Linked DNA regions of Oryzias latipes: region 1 is linked to region 2. Evidence: chromatin contacts called from public Hi-C data. All regions are on one chromosome and are shown on one strand. Each heading gives the region's core, a stretch centred on a gene start, on an enhancer-like site or on the middle of the called end of the contact. The rest is flanking DNA. Distances are from core to core; before and after follow the strand shown.

Region 1 (5,203 bases), core at 2,150-4,649, 300 kb after region 2:
CCGTTGTAAGCAAACAAAGCTGCGGCATAGAGCGATATGATCTTCTAAATATGCTTGTTGTTATGATTATTGTTAAGGGGCCTGTTCGCTCATAATTTTCTAGTGTGGCCTCTGCTTTTATCTTGGCCGAATTTATCTGGAAGAAGCAGGGTCAGGATTAGGTGCCAACAACATTTAGCTTTGGATGTGAATTACTATGTACTCATTATGTACTTATAATCCATGCGGGCAGTGCCGCAATGTGCACCTTGGCTGCACAAAGATATGTGGGGATAACATCAGCCTTTATTTTGTCTGGACTCGATTAGTAACAAAGATTAACATGATTGTTTGCACTGTTTCTCAGGACTGTGCAGAGCGCATTTCTACATTCAATAGCCGCCACCGCCAGCTTACACATCGTCCCAAAGCCGTTTCTCTGCTCAGAGACACAATTCCACTGGGAGACACGGTTTTCCTGAGTCCAGCAGCTCGCAGAGCAGCTGGACAGACTGCAGTCCAAAGCCTCCTCCGGAGCGCTCACCGTAACAGAACACCCTTCCTCTGCTCGCAAACCCGTGGCTACAAGTTCGGCTGCTCTGCTCAGAGACATGGTTCGCTCATGTGGCGCAGCCGGACGGTCCTGTTTGCACTCCAAAGCCTTTTGTGGAGTCTATGCATGAAGTAAAAGCCAGAGGAGTAATGACCCACAATGGGAATAAATTGTTTACCCACACCACGATTGGATCAACAATCGGCATTACCCATCTTACTTGAACGGAATGAAATTTTGATCCGAAAGAGTCTGATCGGTATTCAGAACAGCGTGTTTACATGACGCATTTTTATTCTGATCAGGGATTTATTACGTTTACTTTTCCCCATGTAACCGCAGCTATTGATTAGCATATAAAATCTGGTTTGGGTTTTATCTTGCAGTGCCTCTCTGGGATTGCAGCTGCCTTCTTCTGGTTGCGATAAAATATTTTGACCTGCAGACAATTGAATTTATTGAGAATGAACTATGTGACTAAAGCATGTACAAAGAGAAACTCAAACATGAATGACAATGTTAAACATTCATTTTGTCTGACTTAGATTTTTTTTGCTTGCCTTTAAAGTGTCCATGGCTGGTCCTGATTTGACAATAATCTTCTTGCCATGTGGCGACTTGTCAAAAATGGGCTGAGCGAACTCTTTGAGATATGGTTCTAACTCACAGGCTATTAAGAGGCCGTCATCAGGAAGCCCCTCAGCCATAGACAAAGCTCCATAGCCAGTGAACATTCCAATCTCTAAGACTCTCTTGGCTTGACTCATGTGGATCAACATCTTAAGGGTCTGACCTGCCAAAGAGACACACAAATAGAACTGAAGTAACAAAACACTAAACAAAGGGGGGAGCTGTAATATCACAGAACTCCAGAAAGTCTAACCCTCAACATGTCCAGTGATGCATTCTTTTGGAAGTTGGAAAATTGTCTTGCCCTCCTTGTGCACTTGATTCCAGTCATGAGACATTGTCTTTCTATCAGAGAGAATGCATGCACAAACAATTTAACTGTTTAAATAGTCATTTTAAACTTAAATATTATTGTGAAAGAAAGGAAAAGTCATACTCATAAAGCTCTCTTAAAGGTTCACTTTCCTGTGTTGTCATCTTCTCCAAGTACACATCCAGTCCACTGGCAATGTCCAAAGCTTTCTGCAGATGACCTTTCAACTCCTCCGGTACAGTGCTGCATGATACAGCCTTGTCCTTGGCTTTGGTTAACAAATCCACAATCACTTCCATGGGGGTGTCAGGAACTGGGATGAAAAAGATGGTTGCTGTACTGTTATATATTTCAGACCAGCTTGGTCTAGTCTGTAAATTAGCTATGTCTCTGACTGGTGGATTGTTGCTTCAGTGGTGATTGAATTTAATTCACAAATCAAGACCAAAATTTCACAGATTGAAGCATAATTATTTCTATTTATCATAGTTTCATAGTATATTTGCTATATGCATGTCTTTTTTACTAGAGACAGCAGTGATGTTAGACTGGCAACCTGTCCAGGGTATATCCTGCCTTCGCCCACCAGTGGCCGCGAAAGGGACAAAATGAATATTATATAAAACGGATATATATTTATATATATTAGGCCTGCACAATAAATCGCAAATATATAAAGGAAAATATGATTTCACGATATGAAGATAAGAGGAGTTAAGGATCAAAAGGTGTTTGAATGACTCCAAATACATGTGTGAACTTGATTATGGTAAAATAATCAAAGCTCTTTTAGTGCGTAGCAATAATCACTGGTTAATGTGATCCTTTGTTCTATTGATAATCAATGATTATTACATAACGGTTACCTAAAGTTTAAATCATTAATGTCTACTGAAAAGATATAAGAATACTTTGTGAGAATGCTCAATAAGCACTCGTATTTGCTACTTTATAACTTGATCTGCAATGTGTAGCAATGATATCTGGATTTAATGAAATTGTATTCTGATTATTACCAAAGAGCAGTACATTTCTGTTACATGGTGTGTGATTGATGTTGCTGTTCGCTGAAATTATGAATGAATGTTTTCTGAAAATAATCAATCATTAAGCACTTCATTTTGATACTTGAAAAGGATCTGTCTGATCAGAACCAGATTACGAAAACTATGGTTAACTATAAAATGTCTCTTTGTTATTGTTTTTTTTATCTATGCCTGAAATAAAAAATATACATATGTATACACACATACTGTATCTGTAGATAGATAGATAGATAGATAGATAGATAGATAGATAGATAGATAGATAGATAGATAGATAGATAGATAGATAGATAGATAGATAGATAGATAGATAGATAGATAGATAGATAGATAGATAGATAGATAGACAGTGCAGTGAACGGTTGTTACCGGCGGGAGCAGCCTTATTTGGGGGGAATCATGCTCTTTGGTATGTAAACAAATGTTTGCACGTTTTACTACAATTTACACATTCAGACTTGACGTCCACTGTGGTTTACCAACTCGGAGTGACAGCAAAGCTCCTGTGTCAGCCTGAGTTGTGTGTGGTCGGCAGAAGCTTCTTTAAGGACCACGGAGGACACTACAGTCACGCGAGGCAGCCCTGTCTAACCCTCACCATTACGGACTATTTATGGAGTACTGGTCTTACCTTTCACTAGAGCCATGCTTGCAGAGATGGGCGTGCCGGTTCCGCAGCTGGCACTCACGACGGGAATACGTGCAGAGAGGAGCTGCAGCGGGGTTCCGGTTATATCACAGGAACCGAGGCGCCCAGCGAGGAGGAGTCATATGCAACACGTGAAGGCGACCCTTATTCAACTGCATGTGACACGTGAACGCTACGCGCGTGCCACCGGGACCTCTTTTATAAATCTGGCAAAGTTGCACAACGAGCAGTTATAGCCTTCGGTTGTTCGTGAAGCAGCATGTGGTTAACCCTTCATGCAGCTGAAGTGCAGCTACTTCTGTTGACTGTGGACTGAAGGAGACAGACAGAGAGAGGCCCTGAGCCTGTTCCTTTCACTGCATGATCATGGAAGTTTAGGCTGAAACGACAGAAAGACAGAATGAAAGGTCTGATTACCCACTTCCTGAAACCCTGCAGATATTTCTGATTGGATTAAATAAAATACCAGGGAAAAAAGATGATCTGAAGATGCTTTGTTTGTTTTTTTTCATAATAAAACGTTCATATCATGGTAGGATTGATTTCTTATGAGTTGGTGAGGCTGGTGAAAAAAATTTACATGTCCAAAGTCCTGCCCACGGGTCAAATGCAGCTCTGTTCAAATTTCTGCTGGTCTCCAGGGTCCTGTCATAAATCAATAAGCCTATGTGGCCCACAGCACTTTCGATTTCTTGATTGTGATTGGCTAAACTATGTCATAAGCCGTTTTTAAATCTGGCAGCAACCTGTGGCTGCTTGACCTTCAGGGCCTCAAGGGCTAAACCAAAGGTACAGATCTGTTTGTTCTCTGATCAAAACCGCACTGGTTCTGAGTAAGAGAACTATTTCTGAGTAATAGAGAACTATTTGTGTCATTTTCCCGTTCTCATGATTTATTTCTGTAAGTTTACGGTGAATTTTTAACAGGGAATAATGTGCAACATTTCATATGAACCCTGAGTTTGTTTTTCTAAAGATTTTTTTCTAGAGAGACTTTTTATATTTTTGGTCTTTAAACAGAATTAACAGAAATTTGGGTAAAAATGTATTAAAATCATTTTCTGTTTCATGTCAAAAATGGTTGGCTCTCACACATTTTCACCTCACCAAATCCAGCCCTCTTTGCAAAATGTCTGGACACCCCTGATCTACAGACTACAACCTGTCCATTAATTGGTATAACTTTTAGTCTAAATAAACTGTTTTTTGTTGTTGTTTATTCAATATTTTTGAATTCTGCATGAGTGCTTGACAGTTCAAAACATTATGCTTCAGTAACCCCCAAAAAAGAGAAATCTTGCAATGAACCTCATAAAAATATCTAACAAATGTCACTTATCGTTATATTTGGATCTTTTTCTGTCTTCTGACCCTGTTTCTGACTCCGTTTGCCTGACACCTGCCCCGACTCTCACCTGGATCTTGACTACCCTGTTTCTCCTCTAATGATCTCATACCTGCTTTGACCTCTGCCTGCCTGACCCTAATTTAGCTTTGTGGACTTTTAGTTGTGCTAATAAACCTGCTGCACTTGGATCAAACCGTCTGCCTGTTCCTGAGACAGAATACTTTGACAAACGTGGTTCCAGCAGCAGGAGTTCCTAGCTCGACGAACCCGGCGGGGTTTGCTACTTTGCTGCTGGAGCACGGTCCATCATCTAACCTCTGCAACTGCTGTCACAGCTGCAAATCAACCCGCCTGTCAGCAACACATCTGCTCCTCCGGTTGCTCAGTCATCAGCGACCGCCACAGGCAGCGCGCCTAGAGCAACTCTCACTTACACAGCGGGACAGAGAATGGCGCTTCCGAACAAATTCAATGTGGACCCCGAGCAATGTGTGGGCTTCTTTATGCAGTGTAATTTGTTTTTGCGCCAACAATCAAGCCTCTATCCCACAGAAGATGCCAAAGTGTCGCTGGTGTACTCCCTCCCGACCGGAGGAGCGCGAGAGTGGATAGCTGCACTCTGGACTGGTGGATCGTTACCCTTCCACTCATATGCTGCACTCACACAGCAGTTTTGGGAGGTGTT
Region 2 (4,509 bases), core at 1,897-4,396:
ACATGCAGCTGGACAAACACCCACTTAAACCAACAAAATGCTGGAAAAAAAACAAGTACTGAAATATATTGCATTGCACTTGAACCACAAAATTGGGTTCTGATCGGTTATTATCTGTAGAGCATAAAGCGCATCTCTAGTTCTTATCATTCCTGCCTCTCAGGTCATACTGGCATACTTACACTAAATGTGAAAGCTGGCATTTCTGTGATTCTTTCATTCTTTCTATCAATGCAAAGTTCAAATAAATCCCCAATGAAATAAATCCTCACATTGTTGCTGCATTCTGATCTCTGATGTCAGTGATCCTCAGAAGCAAATTTAAGCGTGTTAGCACATCATAAAGGCAACAGACTCTCTTCAAAGCAATGTTGCTGACTCAGCAGACTCAACAAACCATGAATTCCGCTTTTTTCTAAGCTTCTGAACTGTTGCATAAAAGAAACATGTTTGGTGCGTTCAACTGTATCCCAACTGCCTGCTTGGTGCAGGAACATGAGCAGAAAAAAAGCAGAGGTGAACGAAAACAACTGAAAACTCTGCTGAAGGAGCAGTATGTTCGGTCTCTGATGAGAAAGGTCATTCCCAGAGAGGCGTTAGGACTGCACTAGATCCTGCAGCAGAAATATGATGACTCAAAACATTTAGTCTCTCTCCCATGGGCACACCACATGCAGGAGAGCTCAGAAGGGGCTGGTGCAAACTCTGGTCATAGAACTTGGCTTTTGGGACAAAGAACCGGCTAGATATAGTTGGGCTGACCTCCACGCACAGCCTAGGCTCTGAAACTCAGTCCCTCGAGAGGGGTTGAACTCTCTACCATGTTCCATAACTCTCTACCATTCTGGAGTTGTGCATGGTGAGAGGCGGCGGGCTGGTGTAGGCTTACGCGTGAACCAGAAGTCCCCCCCCCCCCCCCCATTTTGGTTGAAAAATACTCTTTTTTTGTTTCAAAAACACTAATTTAACTGGCAACCTTAACAGTTACTGGTGTTTTTCAGCTTTAAGCAGTAAAACTGAGTTGTCTCTGTCAAAGCCTGCTCTGCTCTGACTCTAACTCCTTACATGATCAACGTAAATCAGCTGATCGGCAGGAAAAGCGGTTTTACGCCGGTAAGAAACAATTCAAAGAGGCTTTTCCTGATATGCATATGAAGTGTTGCATATATGGCAAAGCAGCTTTTTTCCACAATAGGTGATTCACGTTGATTGCGTTAAGGGTGGAAAAGTTACGCTTGTGAAGGAATGAAAATACTGGAGCTAATGCTTCGTAACAGTTTTACTAATCTGAACACTTTTGTTTATGTCCTTTTTGAAGGAAATAAAACGAAGAGCCTTTATACCCCGTGTTATGCTCATGTTGCACACTGAACTGTTAATTCCCATGAAAAGGTTTTAATAAAAGGTGACACAATTCTGAAAACTTTTAGAATTTCCGTTTCCGGCTGATGGTGTCTTGTCACCATCTTGTCAGCGACCTGGTTTTATCGACATCACAATCTGAGAACCCGTTCATTTTGGCAGGTTGGTAGGGGCTGGTGCTCAGAGAACGGGTTTTTAACCCTTGTGCTATCCTAGGCACTTTACCATTGGGAGTTGGGTCATCTTGACCCACTAAACAGTGCACTGAACCTTTTTTCTTCAATGATTTGTGATCTTCACTGGTGTCCATGGATTACATGAAATCTTTTCACCTTTATCCACCTTTGTCATGGTAGGGAGAACACGTCAAAGTAAGGGTGGGGTCATCTAAGAGAGCTCAAGGGTTATAGGAATACTCAGAAATGTGTGAATAGATCAAAATACCACTTTGGGGTTATTTTTGTGACGAATTAACATTATAATACACTTAAACGTGCAAAAAGTTGAGTCTGTGTGATAAAGGCCCTTTAACTGTTCATTTGCATTTAATCTTATTAAAATAGTTTAAGTTGAATGGTTGGCCCTCAGACAGTTAAAGCTCACCAAATCTCGCCTTCTTTACTAAATGTTTGGACACCCCTGATGCAGATGTGTCAGGAGAGTGGCAGAAAGAAGCCACAGGACAGCAATAACAGAAACAACCAGAGGGGGGAGACAGAGGAGCAGAGACCTGCCAAGCCATGACACAAGTAATCTTTAACCAATAGTAACCTTTGCGGCTCCGCTCTCTTCACTGAAATGGTCACTGAACTCCATGTAGTTGTGCCCTGTTTCCCTGGTTTTGCCTTGATTGTCATTTATTTTTCCCGCTACATAAAATGTCGACCAAAGCATACATTATGAAGATATGAGTGTAAAATACAATATTATATTTTTAAAATAAAGATTTGGTGGAATGCCGACGGACCAATACTAAATGTAATGAAATAAATGTTACATTCGAATAAAAGTGAAGGTTCTGCCACTTAGACTAAAAGTGTTCAGAAACAACATGCGCTGTTTTAGTGTTTCAGTGGATTTTGGAATTTGTCTTCCATACTGACAAGTAGCCACACGGTGGCGCTCTCCAATAACAAACCGGCTTTCTGCATTTCCTGCAGCAGGCGTCTCTTCCAGCTGTGACAAATACAGATGATAGAAATAAGATAAGATGTTCATCTAAATAATATGTGACGAAAAATATATTTTTAAAAACGAAGAAAAACAAACAAAATAAAACAAACGAAAACAACAACTAACTAACAAAAACAAACAAACAAAAAGAAGGAGAAAACAATATACTATTAAGCAGACTATTGTTGCTTTCCTGCAGACAGTTCAGGCCTTAGAATCTGTTCATAAACCAGCGGGATGAACAGAAGAGTTTTTCTAGATTATGGCCGTAAATTTAAAACAGATTTCTGACGTAAACAGCACTTTTGTCATTTTATTTTCTAGCATTTAACACGATTGTATTAATCAGTGGTTAAAAAGAAAAGGTTTTCTCTAAATATATCCTAGTTCACGCTTTCACTTTAGTCTTTACAGGTGTGTCTTTTCTTTCTTATCTAACTTTGTAACAAAACTATTTCAAATCAGCCCATTTTCCGTAACTAGAAGTAATTTAGGACTTTTATTGGAATTGTTCGGGTAAATGATGTTTCCACAAAGTCCCTGCAGAGCGATGAAAGTTGTTTACAAAGCAGGTGGATGTGACGTCAGAGGTTTGGACATCAAAACAATAACATCAAACCCGCGATTCTTCCCTTTTCCTCTTCTTCTTTCCGCGTGTAAAAATCTAATAACATTAAGAAAAGGCGCTCGTGCCTGTGAGTCAGAGCGGCACGCGGCGACAGTCAAACTCCGACTTTTGCTTCGTTTTCGACGCCCTTGGTAAGCATCACTTTCTACTGCTTGGAGCCAAGTTAGTTAGTTAGTTAGATAGTTAGTGACCCCCCCCCCCCCCTTCGCGGGCAGAGTAATATCGGTGTTTTTACGGTGTGGTTTTATGTTGGTAGCGAACTCGCGTGCACGGGTTAGCCATCGGTACCGTCCGCGTGCGCCGGTTAGCCTGCTGAAGCGTTTTCCTCCACGGTAAGTTTGGCTCTTCTGGCGGTGCTCGCTCGCGTGTTTTGGCCGAGGCTCGTGGGGCTGCGCGGCATTCAGCGGCGGCGGCAGACAGACACGCAGACGAGCCGTTCAAAGTTTCAGCCTGTTCTGGGCAAACAAACAAACAAACAAAAACGAGTTGAAGTTTCAGCGGCGCCGCAGAAGTTTCAGAGCAGCAAAGACCGTTGAGACACGCGGTGGTGGAAGGTGCAAATCCCCGCAGGGGCTCTGGAGGGTCAACAAAGTTCGAAGCTTCTAGGAAAAAGTGGAGAAAAGAACCGACTAGAGGGAGCGCGCGTGAGCGCCGTGATTTGTCGGTCCCGGGATGGAGCTTCTCTCCACCTGTTAGCAGGTTTCTGCCTGAACTTGAAGGATGGATGGATGGAGCTTTCCCGAACTTTGAAGACTTTTCTTCAGTTCATGGAAGTGTCCTCCGGCCGGAGGCTGCTGTTTCTGTGCGCCTTAGCAGACTCAGCAGCCCAACTGAAACGGATATTCAATTCATTACAACATGATTAGCTCTCTAGTCTACACAAAGCCGTTCAGCAACACAACGCGCTGCGACTTCTACACTATACTCGCTTTTTTTTTCTGTTGTGAACATTAAACACCACAAACAGACGTTTCAGTTCATCTACATCGAAGCAAAAATGTGTCCAAAATGTTTGCTCGTGAATTATAATTTTTAAATTAAAATTCAATAAAACAAAACTATGATGCAACAGCGAGAAGATTGTGTAACGTTTACTATCAGAGCATAAACACTGTAAAATATATTTTATATGCATCTGTTAGTTTTTTCTAAATATATTTCAGATATTTGGTGTCAACACATCAGAGAAACTGGACAATTATTATTTTTACAAAGTGTTTTTTATTATCGCTCTTCTTTTTTTTTAAATAGAGCTATAATGGTAACAAGGTAATTCCTCTTTTGTAGACTCAATAACGTTTTTTTTCTATTCTAATAAAAATAATAAATTACACCCATTTGTCAAG

What was found. Hi-C and Micro-C count contacts between places; a contact is called where the count stands out from the background.
Region 1: a contact with region 2 is called in a Hi-C map of embryo, with 1.9 times the contacts expected there. The contact joins the promoter of LOC101163242 here to the promoter of LOC101173216 in region 2. A contact is called at or near these places in 4 of 5 Hi-C or Micro-C datasets (embryo and fibroblasts).

The regions. Positions count from the first base shown.
Region 1 is chr5:6,626,378-6,631,580 of ASM223467v1, forward strand. It overlaps LOC101163242, which reads right to left and starts at 3,400. Exons shown (of 11, transcript XM_004068598.4): 1 at 3,153-3,400; 2 at 1,599-1,788; 3 at 1,416-1,507; 4 at 1,093-1,325. The coding sequence starts at 3,168.
Region 2 is chr5:6,331,052-6,335,560 of ASM223467v1, forward strand. LOC101173216 (forkhead box protein P1-B) reads left to right here and starts at 3,147. Exons shown (of 20, transcript XM_023954813.1): 1 at 3,147-3,294.